Linked DNA regions of Salmo salar: region 1 is linked to region 2. A link is a contact called in public Hi-C data. All regions are on one chromosome and are shown on one strand. The core of a region is the stretch at or near the end of the contact, and the rest is flanking DNA. Distances in the headings are between cores, read along the strand shown.

Evidence for each region. A called contact is a pair of places that touch in the nucleus more often than the background predicts.
Region 1: a Hi-C map of blood shows a contact between it and region 2, with 7 times the contacts expected there. The contact joins the enhancer-like site here to the promoter of LOC106597151 in region 2. A contact is called at or near these places in 3 of 3 Hi-C or Micro-C datasets (blood, gill and muscle).

What each region holds. Positions count from the first base shown.
Region 1 is chrssa01:29,493,880-29,499,574 of Ssal_v3.1, reverse strand. LOC106597151 (inositol-tetrakisphosphate 1-kinase-like) reads right to left here. Exons shown (of 11, transcript XM_014188432.2): 6 at 1,282-1,380; 7 at 708-748; 8 at 1-147. Among protein-coding and RNA genes, the nearest start is that of LOC106597351, 18 kb to the left of the region's middle. Within about 2 kb of position 3,589, at least 2 of the 13 cell types and tissues checked have an H3K27ac peak or open chromatin away from gene starts, as enhancers often do.
Region 2 is chrssa01:29,453,538-29,459,287 of Ssal_v3.1, reverse strand. LOC106597151 (inositol-tetrakisphosphate 1-kinase-like) reads right to left here and starts at 3,021. Exons shown (of 11, transcript XM_014188432.2): 1 at 2,721-3,021; 2 at 2,001-2,189. The coding sequence starts at 2,095.

The sequences.
Region 1 (5,695 bases), core at 2,340-4,839, 40 kb before region 2:
GTTCTTGAGGGAGGGTCTCTCCACCAGTGTGTAGGACTCCCCCACCACAAACACCTTGTAGAGCACCGCGTTGTGGTTGATGAAGCTCTGGATCACACACGGAGGCTTCACATCCTTCAGGTCCTCCTCACTGAAGATGATGGCCATCTGTGGAGAGGGAGAAGAGGTCATCAATACAGTTCATCTCATTTCATTCAGAAACTTGTTCATGTACCATAACATCCATCCAACCGGTTTCCATGACATCCACACATATGAATGTTGACCATATGGGCGGACGGAGAAGTGGCTATCGATTGGGCTGACAGAGAACTGTAGAGTGTTTGATGTGTTAAATGATTATCTAGTTAGAGACGCTAATGGATTACAGGGATTTAGCTAACGATCGAGGGTGTGATTAATCTGTGACCCTAAGCGCAGGTTGCCTAGCGGTTAATAGCGTTGGGCTAGTAACCGAAAGGTCTGGTTCAAATCCCTGAGCCGGCAAGGTGTAAAAAAAGATCTGCCGTTCTGCCCTTGAGCAACACAGTTAACCAACAGCTGTTCCCCAGGCGATGATGATGATGATGTGGATTAAGTCAGCCCCCCGCACCTCTCTGATTCAGAGGAGTTGGGTTAAATGAGGAAGACACATTTCAGTTCAATACATTCAGTTGTGCAACTGACTAGGTATCCCCCTTCCCCACCATGACCCTGGTGGCTCTTACCTCGTGGGAGTTGGTTCCGTGGGCTACTCGTGTTTTGCAAACTGAGAGATGGAGGGAGAGGAAGAAGAACAGGTTGAAAATGTTTGTGAGGAAACCACACTTCCCCAATGGCATCCGTGTTGAGAAACAACATGACCGTCACAAGATGACAGCGGGTTATTTTTACACTGACCACAACTTTCAAAACCCCTTCTCCATAAATGGCTGTCTGCAGACAAGAAAGCTAGGTAAATTGGACATACAAGGTGGCTTAAAAATAGCGGAGGGTTTGAAAATAATTAAGCTAAAAATGTACTTCCAGAAGTTAAACCAAGACATTTATAGTTCAACACTGAAAAGTAATATCATTTATAGTTCAACACTGAAAATAAATAACAAACTAATTGCTGTGTAGCTAATATGTGGATACTAAAACCATTTTTTTATTTTTTATTTTGAGTGTTTGGCAGTTTCCCCATCACTACAAATTGTTTCCTAATGTCAACCCCTACAAAGTGAGGAGGAGGAAGGACCCTGTGTAATCATCTGGGTCAAGTGACAATTCCTCTATCAAACAGGAAAGGGAGGGACTTACTAAATGGGAACGTGAGTCCATGCTTTTCAATCTTCTCCAGTGTATCTGGACCACACTCTGTGTTCAGAACCATGAACGGGGGAGAGCAGATTCTCTCATCTAGTGAGGAAGGGAGATGGAGAGAGGGAGGGGAGACAGAGGAAGGAAAGGAGATGAGTAAGAGAGTAGGAACTAGGAAGGAAAACCACATCTTAATATCAGTGAATCTGTTGAAGGATAAAAATCCCTAAGCATGTCATTCAGAAGTCCTTCTTTGTTTCAGCCTGACTATCCAAGAACAGACTCTCACGCACACAGAAACTCAAAACACACCGAGTGACGTGTTCTCTCAGAGATGGCTAGTTTAAAAAAAAAAATGTACCTGTGACGCCAAACATACCCTATTCATACAGCCAAAACACCGACAAGAGAGCTACTTGTCATCTGATGACAGAGGCAGAAGGCCGTCCAATTTTAGACTCACACACAAACACACCACCTGTGTGCGTGTCAGTACCCTGTCATCACTACCTTCCATTATACAGCTGGATTAGAGAACCCTAAAACACACAGCTGCCACCTGAGGGAGGAGCAGAGGAGGTAGAGAGGAGAACAGGCTCCTGTTCAAATAAATAAACAAGGAAGCTGCCAACCCTGTCTGGCCTGCTCTGCCCAGAGAGACGCCACAGCACCAGACAACACATAGATCAGGACCAGACAGAAAACAACAGATTGACAGACAACATTATACACGGGACAAGTCCACAGCTCTTCCAAAACCAGACAAGTGTACATACAGTACATGTACAGTACACATACTCAGGATGGGAGTGCTAGTCACACAGACTGTGTAGCACTTTGGAGAATCGAATCAGAGCTTCATTCTCATTGTTTACATAGTGGCCTGCAGCGGTGGCTGTTTCTCCATCTCCTCTCATAAGACTTGAAGTAAGAGGTTCTGCCATCCCAGGAAATGACGGACAAACATCCTGCAGGTAGAACACAGTAAATCTGCCCTCGTGTAAGCCGATACAGGGCTCCAGACTAACGTTTCCCCTGGTGGCACCAGTCCATTATTTGGACGCACCAAGAATGTTCTCCTGGCGTAACGCTATAGAACAAATGAGTCATTTTTAAAAAGTCATCCATGGTGCTTTATTGAAAAAAATACTACGGAGTGATTATAGTATGATTAAATAAATTTTAAAAAATGGTCAAACATGTCCAAGCAGGAATGTATGATTGAAGTATTTTTATGTGCAACATAAACCAGTGATTGCCATGAATTTGGGTTGACAATTAGGCTATTGTTGCTATATTTTTCTGTCAAAATAGGCCTCCAGAATTTTCTGATTTTAAAAATGGCCAATGTGCGGCTCGCGTGAGCCACATCTCAGACATACCAGAGACATATCCGTTATTTAAAAAAAGGTGTTCATAATATGAAACCCTCCTCTCTTCAGCTAGAAACAGCATACCCCTTTTCAAAACTGTGTTAGTGTTTTACCAGCAACTTATTTTGAAATAACACATTTCTCTCACCCTCTTAATAGAGTCCACAGCTGGAGGGAGAGGGAGTGGGAGTGAGCCACAGAAGCCGGCCACGGCAAAACGGGCACTGCAGGGGCAGGGTAGGCTCTTTCATGGCAGAAATTAAAGCACCTTATTTTAGGTGTACTGTTCAACCAAATCATAGTTTTAACTTGCACAGCCAAGTCAAAGGGTCGCAAAATGCGACTAAATGGTCTCAGCCCAGAGCTCTGCTATATTAAAGTTCTGGGCGCTGCTGTAATTTCCTGGCTATCAGAGATAAGGCAGCTCGTTTGACACAGAAAATCAGTGTCCGGGCCAAACCAAGCGCTGGCATATTGCTGCTGATGACAAAAACACAATAGAAACACTACAGTGTTTGTGTTGTGTGGGCAATGTGATGTCGGTGCTTCCGGTGAGTTGTGCTGAGGTCAGGAGAAACCCACAGGACTGTATTACACTGGCTAGTGGCTACACCCCTGAATGCTGCTGAGCTGTGGTCGCAGATAGGCTACACAGACCCACAGCTCAATGATCACATTGTGGATGTGGAGAGCATATAACAAAGACAGAAAAGGTAGAGACAAATCTCACACTTTTCTGGTTCATACACAGTCAATGAACTATATTTCTTTCAACTGTAAACAACTTCATTTATCCACCATCTTTACATACACTACACAAGATGACTTGCGCTTCAGACCAGTCAGGGAGTGAACGCCCAGGCAGTCATGAGCAGCTGACTCAGGAGGGGAGGAGTGATTGGAGGAAGTAGGGGGATCACCAAGGTGTCAAAGCCATTGGTCCGCTTCCCATTTTGCTGGCCCCGTTGTTCAGCATGCGATTTGCACTATATGTAATGTAGCCAATCACAATCCCCTAATACGGATAGGGTAGGTTCTTATAGTAACAAACCGTAAAACAGGCTGTCTTTTGTTAGAATAATCAACAAAAAGGAAGCAATAAATCACCAACAGAACATTTAATAACAATAGAACAATCAACTTAATGAACACAAGTTAAAAGAAATGCGTAAGTATAGAATTCCCTCAGACTGATTTTAAGGTAGCTAAACATTAAAAAATAACCTAGGCACAAACAATCACCACTTGATTGTTCATACAAGATAAATGTGATTGTACTCTGTGCTCCTTAACTTGTATTCGTCTGTGGTGCTCCTGTTCTGTCAGTGGCTATCAATGGAGACGTGTCAGCAGCCTAGGAGTGTGGCGTGATGAGTGAGACAGAGGCCTGGAGGGTTTACCCATCACACTGCTGTTGTTGTGGGAGGGAGGGGATAGTAATGTCGCACTAACGTCACTTAAAAACAATCCAAAGACCCAACATGTATTTTAATTGTGAGAACAAAAACTCACTTTAAATCCAAATAGACTGCCATCACATGTTCCCATACCTGTGGATCGTGACTTGAGCAAAAACAAAGTCTAAAAAAGGCCCAGTTGGAAGCATCAGGCCCAGATAAAGAGAGACTAGAGGGGATATGAGGATGGTGGTGATGGTGAGTGAAGCACACGGTCTGTGTGTTATGCGTTGGTGTCGTGCTTGGCCCTGGCCGTTTGGCTCTGAGTGCAGGGGATCAATCTCCTCCTCTGTCTAAACACTGTGTGCACTCAGCAGACGTTTACGGGACGTCAGTCCGACTCGAAGCAGACAGCATACACCACTGACTGGCCTGACGCTGTGGAACCTCTCAGAGTTTGGGGATCTGGAGTAGGACAGTACTATACCAGACCCAATACTACCATGACAAAACACCCAATTAAAATGAGAGATTCTCATCTTAAAAGGATGTTATCAATAGGGTTTGATCCTTAAGGGAAAAAACAGGACAGTCTTAAGGAGGCCTGGCTGATTGAAATGTTCATACCGGACACTGGTGAACTCTTTCTATAAAGGCAAGCAGCCACCAGTGAAACTGACCTTCACATTTTCTTTGCAAAAGTTATTATCAGCATTATCAAAGGATTACCAAGTAGGCCTATACTGGTACAAGTCCAGTGTTAACAGTAGATTGAAATCTAAATGTTGCTATTTAAGGCTACATTCCTAGCATTACCAGCTCCTCTTCTATTCCCTTGCTCAGAGCCAAACCAGGGATGTTTTCAAACTCTGTGTGCCCTGCAAGTAAACCCATCATTCTCCAAATCCCGCTGTAAGGAGTTTACAGTAGAAATATAATTATCCATTCATCTTTGTGAGAGAACAACATCTTCAACTCGGCGTCGTAGAGCACCTACGCTGACGTCTTGATTAACTTCATCAGATCAATCCAACAGAACAGGTCCATAAAGGAACAGTGAACTGCTTTGAAGGCAGTCTTTATGTAAGCAAGGCAATCATCTTAGTGGTTTTTATTCAGCCCATGCTGACTATTCTGTGCTGGGGATGGGATGGGCCTGGATGTGTCTGTGCGGTCCTCAGCAGTCCCTCCACAGCTCTTTTTCTTTCATCTGATGAGCCTTTGTATAAATACTGATTTCTTGCATCAGCAGGACACTTGTTATTGTTGGTCGCGTTTGAACCACAAAAACATAGGATTTATGTGGACACCAAATACTCCCCATATAACAAAGCACTACCATAATCCAGTTAAACAAATACCTCAAGAGTCTGGTTCAGTTTGATCCCACAAAAACATCTGTTCATTTAAGGGTGTCCTAGTCCCAGTCCCTTTCTTTTGAAGTGGAAAAGAAATACCAAGACGAAGAGCACCCTGAATCAGATCCTTCACGTTGTACAGCCTGGCGACTGTTGCCATCTTTACAAACACCAAGTGAAATAGAGGCAGCAAGGCTGACTTCTAAACGGAAAAGAGTGGATTCCACCACCTAAAGTAAACAACCGCCCTGCCAAAACAGACTTCGACAACACTCTGGAAAGCTGA
Region 2 (5,750 bases), core at 1,772-4,271:
CTCTCCTTCCAGACTCACATTAAGCATCTCCAATCCAAAATTAAATCTAGAATCGGCTTCCTATTTCACAACAAAGCCTCCTTCACTCACGCTGCCAAACACACCCTCGTAAAACTGACTATCCTACCGATCCTCGACTTCAGTGATGTCATTTACAAAATAGCCTCCAACACTCTACTCAGCAAACTGGATGCAGTCTATCATAGTGCCATCCGTTTTTGTCACCAAAGCCCCATACACCCACCACTGCGACCTGTATGCTCTCATCGGCTGGCCCTCGCTACATATTCGTCGCCAGACCCACTGGCTCCAGGTCATCTATAAGTCTTTGCTAGGTATAGCGCCGCCTTATCTCAGCTCACTGGTCACCATAACACCCAGCCGTAGCACGCGCTCCAGCAGGTATATCTCACTGGTCATCCCCAAAGTCAACACCGCCTTTGGCCGCCTTTCCTTCCAGTTCTCTGCTGCCAATGACTGGAACGATTTGCAAAGATCGATGTAGTTGGAGACTTCTCTCCCTCACTAACTTTAAGCATTAGCTATCTGAGCAGCTCACCGATCGCTGCAGCTGTAAACAGCCCATCTGTAAATAGCCCATCCAACTACCTACTTCATCCCCATATTGTTTTTATTTACTTTTTTTGCACACCAGTATATCTACTTGCACATCATCTGCACATCTATCACTCGTTAATTTGCTTAATTGTAATTACTTCGCTACTATGGCCTATTTATTGCATTACCCCCATTTGCATACACTATATAGATTTTTCTATTGTTATTGACTGTACTTTTGTTTTTCCATGTGTAACTGTTGTTTTTTGTCACACTGCTTTGCTTTATCTTGGCCAGGTCGCAGTTGTAAATGAGAACTTGTTCTCAACTGGCCTACCTGGTTAAATAAAGGTGAAATAAAAAATGTCTGAGCTCTACGGATAATTACTTCGACCTTATGGCTTGGTTTTTGCTCTGACATGCACTGTCAACTGTGGGACCTTATATAGACAGGCGTTTCCCTTTCATGTTCAATCAATTGAGTTTACCACAGGTGGACTCCAATCAAGTTGTAGAAACATCTCAAGGATGATCAATGGAAACAGGATGCACCTGATCTCAATTTTGCATCTCATAGCAAAGGGTCTGAATACCTGTGTAAATAAGGCATTTCTGTTTTTCTAAAAACCTGTTTTCGCTTTGTCATTATGGGGTATTGTGTGTAGATTGCTGAGGATAAAAAAGTTAATCCATTTTAGAGTAAGGCTGTAACATAACAAAATATGTAAAAAGTCAAAGGGTCTGAATCCTTTATAAGCACTTGCCCCAAAAATGTAAATGTATCATTTTGAACTTTACACTGGGGAGGAACAAGAAAAAACAGATTGAGTTATTTGCATTTAGGTTATTGCCAGTAGCAACAAATCACTTGGCCAATGAAAAAAACTCAGAACAGGCTCAACTGCTTGCACAAGGCAATAGGGAAACTTATGTCAATTGCTGTAATTCTGTTTCATATATTAAAAGGCTGTCTATTCAAAAGACATTGAGAAATGAGCTTGGCCTAGAAACAGTTACATGACAGATGCAAATTGAGCTCACGTTGGTTCCATTATTTGAATGTGTGTGAAATCTACCACAGATTCTGGGGCTTAACCTACACAATGTAAGCAAGCAAAGTGTTCTCTACAGACCACAGAATTTGTCATATCCTCTTCAATTAATGTTCAAAATGTGTATTCCAAAATATATCAGTTAAGAAAAGATGGATGAAATTCTTGGTTCTTGAGGTCATTAAATGGAGTGGACATTGGGTACAGTTAAAGAGATCATTACCTAGCCATATTTTCGAGAGTGGATATGTGTAACAAATAGCTACATACTGTAGCTACACTGCTACAATACATTTCTTCAAGAGTGCTGTCTATATCCCTTCACGACTAACTACTGTACAGTGGACTGAAAATGTAACCACCAGTAGCTGCATTGTTCTCACCACATACCTGCACAAATCAGCGAAGGCCTGAAAATTCAGCTTCTTCATCTTCTTCTCGCTGAGCCAGTAGCCCACTCTCCTGCCTTTCAAAAAAGTCTGCATCTCTCCACCTCACCTAACGTATGTTCTTAATCCAGATGTTAACAGTTACTGTCGATTCAACCTGGAAAACAGGAAACTGTCGTCTCACACGAACCTAGAGGGAAGGGATGAATTACTTAGCTAGCTAGCATTTCGTATTATGTGAGGAAACCAGATAGGTTGATTCTCCTCAAATCTTCCAACTACTTTAGTTAGCTAGCAAACTAACGTTAGTCAGCCATAACAACAATGTTCAGTTTATGACAGTGCTAGCGTACGTTATCTATACAGCCAACTTTACTTAATGTCAAATAACTGTTAGCTACCTACATTAATGTTAACCAGATTAAAACAAATATGTGTCCCGTAGATAAATCGTCTGCCCCCCCCCCCGATTGGCTAGCTGCATTTGCCGAAGAGACTAATTTCTACAGATGCGCCACAACATAAACCAAATTATTACTAATAATATACATCGCTAGCTATACAAGGTGGTTTCTGGATACATTCGCGAGCATAATGACAAAGCTCGAGGAGAAGCACAAATGCACAGCTAATAAATATCAGAAGTTCAATAAAATGTATAGCTACCAGCTAGCTAGCACATTTCCTCCCTAAATGTCGTTATCCTAGTAAGGATAGCCACCTAGCTAGCCTGATAGCTGTCCATTCTCCGTTCCGCTGGATGTTGAAGCTGAAGTTCTGATGACTGCGCGGAGGTCTTCAATCCAGACTGGTCGAAATTGGAGCCTAACTGACAGAGTGCACACACTCTCGAGTCGTGCTCATTTAGGTAGCCCTAGCGCGTACCCCGTAAACAACTATGCATACCGCTAGCTACCTTGCTGTCAAACAGTGCAGCGTTTTTCACCCTCATTAGAAAATAAAAGAGCACGTCAGCACAGCTTCTAAGCCATACTGTAATGTCTTTGACGTCAGTTTAAACAACAGCTCCCCTAGGTGGCAGCAATAAATACTTAACCCTTAAAGGGAAAGTGGTCTTATTTTTTTGGTAAGATGTGTGAATTCCATTTAAAAAAAAAGTTTTTACTTCATCTGAAAAAACAACTACACTTTTGAAATGAAACCCAACATATTTGGACTGCATGCCTCAACTCCCCCTAACACCTGCCTTTAAACCTAATGATACAGGACAGACACATTATCATTCAAACTGGTGAATGTTTCTAGGAATTTGGCACTACCATTGCGCCATCTGCTGGTAAAACATTTTGAATGTTGAAGTTGGTTTTGTCTCAGAAGTCCTCAAGCAGAGTTTACCAAACTCAGTCCTGATTTTTCTGCCCAGCAGTGGCGGTTCTGGACCATTTCAACTGGGGGGGGGGCAGTTGTACTGTTAGAGGGGCTAGTTACATTAGACGTTATTGTTGTCATATCGTTTTCTTCACTGCATTGCAGGCATTAGCAGGCAAAATACATTTTTAGGTAAAAATTATTTCATACTCCACATTTAGGGGGGCCACAAGGGGGTCCAAAATTGTTGTCACAGGGGCACTCCATTGACAAACATTGGCAGTAAAATGGCCTTACTGAAGAGCTCAGTGACTTTCAACGTGCCACCATCATAGGATGCCACCTTTCCAACAAGTCAGTTCTTCAAATTTCTGCCCTGCTAGAGATACCTCGGTCAACTATAAGTGCTGTTATTGTGAAGTGGAAACATTTAGGGTCAACAACTGCTCAGCTGCGAAGTGGAAGGCCACACAAGCTAACAGAACGGGACCACTGAGCGCTGAAGTGCGTAGCGAGTAAAATTCATCTGTCCTCGGTTGCAACACTCACTACTGAGTTCCAAACTTCCCCTGGAAGCAACATCAGCACAATAACTGTTCATCGGGAGCTTCATGAAATGGGTTTCAATAGCCGAGCAGCCGCACACAAGCCTAAGATCACCATGCGCAATGCCAAGCGTCGGCTGGAGTGGTGAATCGTGCTTCACCATCTGGCAATCCGACTGACGAATCTGGGTTTGGCGGATGCCAGGAGAATGCTACCTGCCCGAATGCATAGTGCCAACTGTAAGGTTTGGTGGAGGAGGAATAATGGTCTGGGGCTGCTTTTCATGGTTCGGGCTAGGCCCCTTAGATCCAGTGAAGGGAAATCTTAACGCTACAGCATACAATGACAATCTAGACGATTCTGTGCTTCCAACTTTGGGGAAGTTTGGGGAAGGCCCTTTCCTGGCCCCTTGGAGAAGGCCCTTTCCTGTTTCAGCATGACAATGCCCCCGTGCACAAAGCGAGGTTCATACAGAAATGGTTTGTCGAGATTGGTGTGAAAGAACTTGACTGGCCTGCACAGTGCCCTGACATCAACCCCATCAAACATCTTCGGGATGAATTGGAATGTCAACTGCGAGCCAGGCCGAGTCACCCATGGTTTTAGGGGAGGGGGAGGGTTTGTTCGAAATTAGTAGGGATTTATTTGTTTATTTATTTTTTCTTAGTAGTACAGAATTAGGCAAACCATGAATGCTCGCAGACTTCAGCACAGTAGGTGGCGGCATGCGCCTTAAACATTTGTTTTCGGACCGCCATTATACCAGGGACGTAAGTGGGCATTTCATATCAGTGTCGGTTGTTGAACGACAGAGAACGCAGGTCGAGCTGGTTGACTGTTTGGAAAGCTGTGACTAGCGATCAATCGTTCATAAACAAACAATCAAACTTTACTCGGTGTGGCACGGCTGTGCTGTGACTGGGTCAGAGATGGTAGGAGATAGTGATGGAGAAGAAAGTGACGCAAGTATCGAGCATAGTGGTACAAATAAAGGAGGGGGTGAGAAAGAAAGTGGGAGAGAAAGGGAGTAGGGGTTTGAAGGGGAGCGAGAAGTCTAAGGAGGCAGAAAAGGAAGTTTGAGGAGACGAACATAGTTTCCAACGCTAGCGACAGTTCAGAGGTAGAAAGTGCCGAGGAAGGATAAGATAAGACACGAGGGGAGCATGGAGATGAGGAAGAGCAGAAAAGGATGCTGAAGTTTAGGGAGGAAATGGGAGTTGGGGCGAAGAGTCCGATAAGGTTGACGGCTGTGATAAAATATTTGATTGAGGAAGTTGTCATTGCTAAAGTGTTAAGAGATGGGAACTTGTTGGTGTTCTGGAAGGACATGGCGCAGAGGGAAAAAGCTCTGAGTGAAGCAAATAGGGAAGTGTATGGTGGTGTTGAGCAGCTGGAATGATCAAGCAGGGAAGCAGTGGATTAAAGGGGTGATAACAGGAGGGCCTGTGAGTGACAGCACTAAAGAGGTAAGGGACAATTTGAGAGGAGGCGTTCTAGTGAATGTTCAAAGATTGCAAGCAACAAGGGGTGGAGTTAGGGTAGATAACACGTCTATTCTGTTACACTTCAGGGACCGGGTACTGCCAAATAAAGGATATGAGTTATTATGTGAGGGCTTACATACTAAAGCCTTTAAGATGTTATAACTGCCAGATATTTGGGCATGTGGAAACAGCCTGTAAAGAGAAAGAGTTGTGCCAGGAGTGGAGGGGAGCATGAGTATGGGAAGTGTGGGGATGGTGGACAACCAAAGTGCTGCAGCTGTGAAGGTGCTCATAGTGTGGCATATAGTGGGTGTGAGGCTATGAAGCAGTGGAGGTGCAACAAGTGAGAGAGGAGAGAGGGCTGTCATATGCTGAGGCAGTGAGGGTGGTCC